2 separate regions of the Pan troglodytes genome follow, and region 1 is linked to region 2. The links are chromatin contacts, called in public Hi-C maps. All regions are on one chromosome and are shown on one strand. The core of a region is the stretch at or near the end of the contact, and the rest is flanking DNA. Distances in the headings are between cores, read along the strand shown.

The links. A called contact is a pair of places that touch in the nucleus more often than the background predicts.
Region 1: a Hi-C map of a lymphoblastoid cell line shows a contact between it and region 2, with 2.9 times the contacts expected there. The contact joins the enhancer-like site here to the promoter of TRMT13 in region 2. A contact is called at or near these places in 4 of 7 Hi-C or Micro-C datasets (blood, induced pluripotent stem cells, a lymphoblastoid cell line and 1 more) and 1 of 1 datasets of contacts at active chromatin or transcription factors (stem cell-derived excitatory neurons).

The regions. Positions count from the first base shown.
Region 1 is chr1:131,366,745-131,370,141 of NHGRI_mPanTro3-v2.0_pri, forward strand. No RefSeq gene overlaps it. Among named protein-coding and RNA genes, the nearest start is that of AGL, 41 kb to the left of the region's middle. Within about 2 kb of position 1,632, at least 3 of the 24 cell types and tissues checked have an H3K27ac peak or open chromatin away from gene starts, as enhancers often do. A contact at or near this core is called in a lymphoblastoid cell line, where this site is marked.
Region 2 is chr1:131,044,067-131,047,558 of NHGRI_mPanTro3-v2.0_pri, forward strand. It overlaps TRMT13 (tRNA methyltransferase 13 homolog), which reads right to left and starts at 1,394. Exons shown (of 10, transcript XM_054668150.2): 1 at 1,213-1,394. The coding sequence starts at 1,359. It overlaps SASS6 (SAS-6 centriolar assembly protein), which reads left to right and starts at 1,519. Exons shown (of 17, transcript XM_513588.7): 1 at 1,519-1,778. The coding sequence starts at 1,714.

The sequences.
Region 1 (3,397 bases), core at 382-2,881, 320 kb after region 2:
CTAGCACTTTGGGGAGCTGAGCTGGGCAGAATGCCTGAGCTCAGGAGTTGGAGACCAGCCTGGGCAACATGGTGGAACTTGGTCTCTACAAAAATACAAAAATTAGCTGGGCTTGGTGGCGCATGCCTGTAGTCCCAGCTACTTGGGGGACTGAGGTGGGAGGATTGCACCTGTGGTCCCAGCTACTTGTGGGGCTGAGGTGGGAGAATCACTTGAGCTTGGGAGATAGAGGCTACAGGGAGCTGTGTTCATGCCACTGCACTCCATCCTGTGTGACAGAGTGAGACCCTATCTCAGAGAAAAAAAAAAAAAAAGAAAGAAATTTACCAACCCTCCAAGACTAGCCAACTATTGGACCATTGTCATTTATATAAAACAAACACAACCATTTTAGATTTGATGAGGCACTTTCAAACTCTTTGGCCCATCTATTAGCAAAAGGGAATGTTATATTACCTAGAAAAAGAACGTAGCTGGGCACAGAGGGTCGTGCCTGTAATCCCAGCACTTTGGGAGGTTGAGGTGGGAGGATAGCTTGAGTCCAGGAGTTTGAGACCAACCTGGGCAATATAGTGAGACCTTGTCTATGAAAAAAAGAAAACCTAAACATATAAGGAACTTTCACTTTTGTAACACCAAACTGCCTTTGTAGAATATCTCAGGATTAAACAAATTCGAACAGTGCCAGTTATTAACCCCTTTGGATATGGACTAATTAAGAAGATATGAGACAATCAGAAAAGGTCTTATTAAGATTTCTCGGTTTATACATAAACTCAGACAATAAAACCTCTCTCGTAATACAACTTCTTTGGAGCACTCAATTCTGTTGAGTTACCTCCTCTTTTATTAATGCCAGATCTAGTCACTCTGACTGGGTAATGCTAACTATGGAATTCTGTACAGTGTACATGTGAATATATGCACTGTATATATATGTGAGGCATGCCTATATGGTGTTAAGCCTTTATCCTTAATGTCTCTCATTTGTGGAAATAATATTCCTTCTTTTATTTGACACTTATTTTCCCCTGGGATTTCCCCAGTGGTATCAACTCTGAACTAGGCAGGCTTCACAGCAGACCAAGTATGACATTGTTTTAATTAACGCCACTCTGAAATATTTGGCTGTGAGTACTTGATAAGGGAAGGCTTCATAAGTATTTCAGGAGGTCTCATTCTCCTGCCTTAAGACCCTTACTACTCTTCTAGGAATTGGGGGAGGAATACAGTGAACTGTCTATGTCCTCACTCTTCAGTGGTAATACTTTATAGGTAGTGCTTCAGGGATGAGTGTGTGGAAAGATTCTAGTTACCTCCCCCTTTCCTTCCAGCAGTCAGACAGAAAGGAAAACGTGGGTGGCCATATAGGGAGATAAACTTGCTCTTCCATGCCCTCAGTTACACGTAACACTTAAAATTTCTTGGCATCTACTGCCACCGTGTGGTTATTTACATTTACTGACTTTAATATGTTTCCCTTTTAAGGCTGGTCCGAAACAAAAATACAAGGAATTCTAGTTTGTTTTAGTATCCTTCAGCCTCAGATTGTTCCCAAGTCCCTCTAGGTTCTCTGTGCTCTTACACTGACGAGAAGATTCCACTACTAAATACTTTCTTCTTCTCTTATGTTACACTCTACTAAAGCATGCTGCTGATACTCCAGTGACTTTCAGAGTTTTTGATGAACCAGTTTGAGGCAGAAAGATTCTAAAATGGGCTCCATATGTCCCTGTCCCTGATATTATGGCTTATGTAATCCCTTCACAGGAGTGTGGATGAGACCTGTGACTAGCTTTTAACCAACAGAATATGGCTGAGGTGATGGGATGTCACACTGCAATTACACTGGACAGTATTGTAACTTTTGTATTGCTAACAGACTCTCTTTTTTAGTTTTATTTTTTAATTTTTGTGGGTATAGTAGGTGTATATATTTATGGGGTACATGAGATGTTTTGATTACAGGCATGAAATGTGATATAACCACATCATGGAGAATAGGGTATCCATCCCCTCAAGCATTTATTCTTTGAGTAACAAACAATCCATTTACACTCTTTGAGTTATTTTAAGATGTGCAATTAAGTTATTATTAACTATAGTCACTCTGTTGTGCGATAGCACAACAGATAAATGATAAAATAGGTAAATGATAAAACAGGTCTTATTCATTCTTTCTATTTTCTTGTACCCATTAACCATTCCCACCTTCTCCCTGCCCCACACACTATCCTTCCCAACCTCTGGTAACTGTTCTTTTACTTTCTATGTCCATGAGTTCAACTGTTTTAATTTTTATATCACACAAATAAGTGAGAACATGCAGTGTTTGTCTTTGTGTGCCTGGCTTATTTCACTTAGTAAAATGATCTCCGGTTCCATCTGTGTTGTAGTAAGTGATGGGATCTTATTCTTGTTATGGCTGAATAGTATTCCATTGTGTATATGTATAACATATTCTTTATCCATTCATCTGTTGGTGGACACTTAGGTTGTCCAAATCTTAGCTATTGTAAACAGTGCTGCAGCAAACATAGGGGTGCAGATATCTCTTCAATATACTGACTTCATTTCTTTTGGGTATACCCAGCAATGGGATTGCTGGATCATACAGTAACTCAATTTTTAGTTTTTTGAGGAACCACCAAACTGTTCTCCATAGTGGTTGCACTAATTTACATGCTAGCAGACTCTCTTGATCGCCTTCTGGGTTTGCATGCATGAAGCAAGCAGCCATGCTAGGGAGACTCAGTGAAAAGAAACTGAGGGTGGCTGCTGGCTGTCAGCTGCAAGAAATTGAGGCTCTCGGTCCAACAAAACATAGGGAATTGTATGTTGCTAACAACCACATGAACTTGGAAGCAGATCATCCTCTTCGGTTGAGCTTTCAGATGAGATCACAGCCTTGGCCAACACCTTGATTGCAGCCTGATGAGAGACCTTGAAGGAGAGGACCCAGTTAAGCTATGCCCAGATTCTGTGAGCTTATACAGACAGTCCTTGACTTACTATGGTTCAACTTATGATTTTTGTGACTTCATGATGGGACAAAGGACGTAAGTATTCAGGAGAAACTGTATTTTGAATTTTGATATTTTCACAGGCTAGTGATATACAGTACAGTATTCTCTCTCCATGCTGGGCAGTGGCAGCAAGCCACAGCTCCCAGTCAGCCACACAATCAGAAGGGTAAAAAACTGGTACTCTATAGTGTACTGTGGTTCCAGATGATTTGGCCTGATTGTGGGCTAATGTAAGTGTTCCAAGCATGTTTAAGGTAGGCTAGGCTATGATGTTCGGTAAGTTAGATATATTTAATGCATTTTTGACTTACAATATTTTCAACTTATGGTGGGGTTCTTGAGATGTAACCCCATTGTGAGTTGAGGAGCAT
Region 2 (3,492 bases), core at 144-2,643:
AACAAAATAGGAAGTAGACTACAACTATGATGGAGAATGGCAGATGAAGGGGGTCAGGGGACTGATCTGCACTGGATATTGTCTAGAAGAATAAATTCCTTAAGAAATAAAATAATGCAAATAATACTGAACATTCAGAAGCATGAAATCTGATGCTGATCGCTTTGGTTTATTCTTTATAGTTCTGTGGAACTATAAGGACATGCTCTCTTCCTATGAGCATTTTGCTCCTCTGGTTTTTATTTTCCCATCTCATATATATCCTAAAGTAATATACATATATACAAATATAAAGTGTTTGATAGTACATTTATATGCATAATTATCAAACAAAATTGTATGCCTTGTTCTCAATTGTAAAAGGTCAATTCGTATATATTTTAAAATCTTTCCTTCCCATTCCAGCAAAGTTGCATTCCTAAAAACTGTAAGTCGAAAAAATTTTTTTTTTCTTTTTTGAGATTCAGTCTGGCTGTCACCCAGGCTGGAATGCAGTGGTGTGATCTTGGATTATTGCCACCTCCACCTCCTGGGTTCAAGCGATTCTCCTGCCTCAGCCTCCCGAGTAGCTGGGGTTACAGGCTCGCACCACCACGATTTTCTTATTTTTAGTAGCTCGCGCCACGGCTGATTTTCTTATTTTTAGTAGAGAGAGGGTTTCATCATGTTGGCCAGGCTGGTCTCGAGCTCCTGACCTCAAGTGATCCGCCCGCCTCGGCCTCCCAAAGTGCTGGGATTACAGGCGTGAGCCACCGCGCCGGGCCTCAAGTCTAAATTTTTAAAAGAAAGTTTCTTCCAACCGCATTCACGAGAAGTGCTTCTCTTTCATGAAATAACAATTAGAACACAACTAGTGAAACCTTTGGGACTTCAATCACTACTTTTTCTAAACTACCACTTTCCAGCAGGAAGACGGAGCGGTAGCTTGGGGTAAAAATTAAAACCTAGCATTACCATGAGTTAAGATCGAGATAAATAGATCAAGATAAATGGGTCACTGCTGGCGCTTTACTTAGAAAAATAAAAAATTTCTCATCACTAGAACTCATAATCGCTCCGCAAGGAGGGCAAAACTGGGTTTATTAAAGTGAAAGCTGGAGAATCCAGGAGACACAAGCAGAAAGCTGTCAAAGAGGGGAGGGGCCGGGTTCCAGCACCGACAGGACCAGGATACTTATTTCCGACTCTTGAGAGAGTAGGGCGATACCACACCTCCGCGGCTCCAGCGTGTTCACCACAAAATCTTTTCCCTGCGGCCACCACCATCCTGCAGAACCGTTTCTTCTTTTCCACATAGTAACCGCATCTACCCTCAGCTGGAAAACCAGGCGCGTGCGGCGACGTCGCGGAGGTCGCCATAATTCTAGGGCTCGCTTCCGGTGTCCAGCATCCGGCAACCGGAAGAAAAGTTAGAAGCTTCCTTCGGGTCTCCTTCCCTTAACAAACATGGCTGCCTCAGCGCCCGCGCCACACAGGTTAATACCCGGAACTACCACAACCGTCTTCCCTTTATCCTCCGCAGAACCGGAAGAATCCGATGGTGGCTGGCGAGGGCCAAGTCTCTTACGCCTTCCCCTCGTTTCTCCCTCCCCGCCTCCTCCGCAGAAGCCGAGCGCCAAACTCAAACTTTATCAGGACCCGGAGGTCTCAGGCTAATTCCGAGGGCCGGGCCTGTTGGGCTTTTCTGCACACCAGCCGGGGCAGCGAGCCAACATGAGCCAAGTTCTGTTCCACCAACTAGTCCCGTTGCAGGTGAAATGCAAAGACTGTGAGGAGAGGTAAGGTCCGCGTCATCCAGTGCCCGCGGGTGGCGGTTGGGGTCAGGCCAATGGGGAAAGATGGCGGTTCTGGCCCGTGGGATCCACCTTGCACCTAGGTGTCGAGTCGGCCCCTCTAGGAAGCGGATAGGGAACCCAGAGGGCCCGGTGGTTACCTCTCTCACCAAGTCGGCCGTTGCAGAGGGGACTGGAGGAAGGGTGTGAGAAGTTAGGAAGCCGGCTCACATCAAGTTAATGTCAAAAACCCTACCTATGAACGGAATCATGAAGATTATAGCCCTACTCTTCCCTTTTGACAGATAAGAACTCTGGCCCAGAGAAGTTAAAAAAATTTACGTGAGGGCTCACAGCCAGTTCATGGCAGGGTCAGGACTAGAACTCAGGCCTTGGCTCCGAGCCTTTCCCCCTCGTTCTCTTTTGAAGTATGTTGGCAGTAAAGTTCAACTTTTAAAAACCTACCAATTTGGTGGCGTACTTTGGCTCTTCACATCAGTTGCTTTAAAAAAGTAAATTACATTTAACCGACTAAAAATGAGAAAAGCAGAAACGTCATTAATTCATTCAATAAATATTGCCTCCTTGTAAAACACCTTACTGGGCACTGGGAATACAGTGGTCAGGAAAAACAGTCCTTTTCTTCATGGAGTTTACAATCACTGGAGGAAATAAAGACCAGTCGCACAGAGAAGTGCAACTTTGATTAAGGAGGTGGTATTATTGGGGCGTAAATAGATTTGACCAGAGGTCAGGAGACTTACTTTTTTTTTCCCAGTTCTAACACTCAATGGTTGTCTCTTTTTTTCTCTGAACGTTCTTTCCTCGTTTGTAAAACTGATATAACATGCGTATTCACGTGTTTGTAATGAGGATCAGGTGTGAAATCTTTTGCGTATTCACGTGTTTGTAATGAGGATCAGGTGTGAAATCGTATGTGAAAACTAAGTGGTGTACAAATGTAACATAAAAAATGAAGACATTGCCTTATTGAGTTGCCAGTAATGTCAAACTGTAGTATATATAGTTCAGAATTCGGTCAAAAATCAATGGCAAGCCGGTCAAGGAGATGCTCCCAAAACCAGCAGCTGCATATGGAGATCTGTAGGTTTAGTTGATCATTCTTTTAATGCTGTCCAGTATGGTAGCCACTAGCCACATGTGGTTATTAGACATTTGAAATGGGGCTTATCTGAATTGTTGTGCTTTACATATGAAAATGCACGTTGGATTTTTAAGACTTACTATGAAAAAAGAATGTAAAATATGTCAATTTTTATATTATGTGTTAAATGGCAATATTTTTGGGTATATTGGGTTAAATACAATGTATTATTAAAATTAATTTCACCTGCTTTTAAAAGTCTTTTTAAAATGTGACTTCTAGAAAATTTAAAAGTAGGCTAGGTATGGTGGCTCACACCTGTAGTCCCAGCACTTTAGGAGGCCAAGACAGGAGGATTGCTTGAGCCTAAGCTTGAGGTTACAGTGAGCTATGATTGCGCCACTGTACTCCAGCCTGGGTGATAGAGCGAGATCCTGTCTCTGAAAAAAAAAAAAAGAAAAAGAAAAAAATTAAAATTACATACCTGGCTCACATTTGTGGCTTACATTGTATCTCCATTGGACAACACTGTTTTAGAATGATTATAGAAAGATAAAGGAGGCCATGACTTTGGTTTCAGTATGGAAACTCCTAGATGGTCTCTTTCTGGTTACA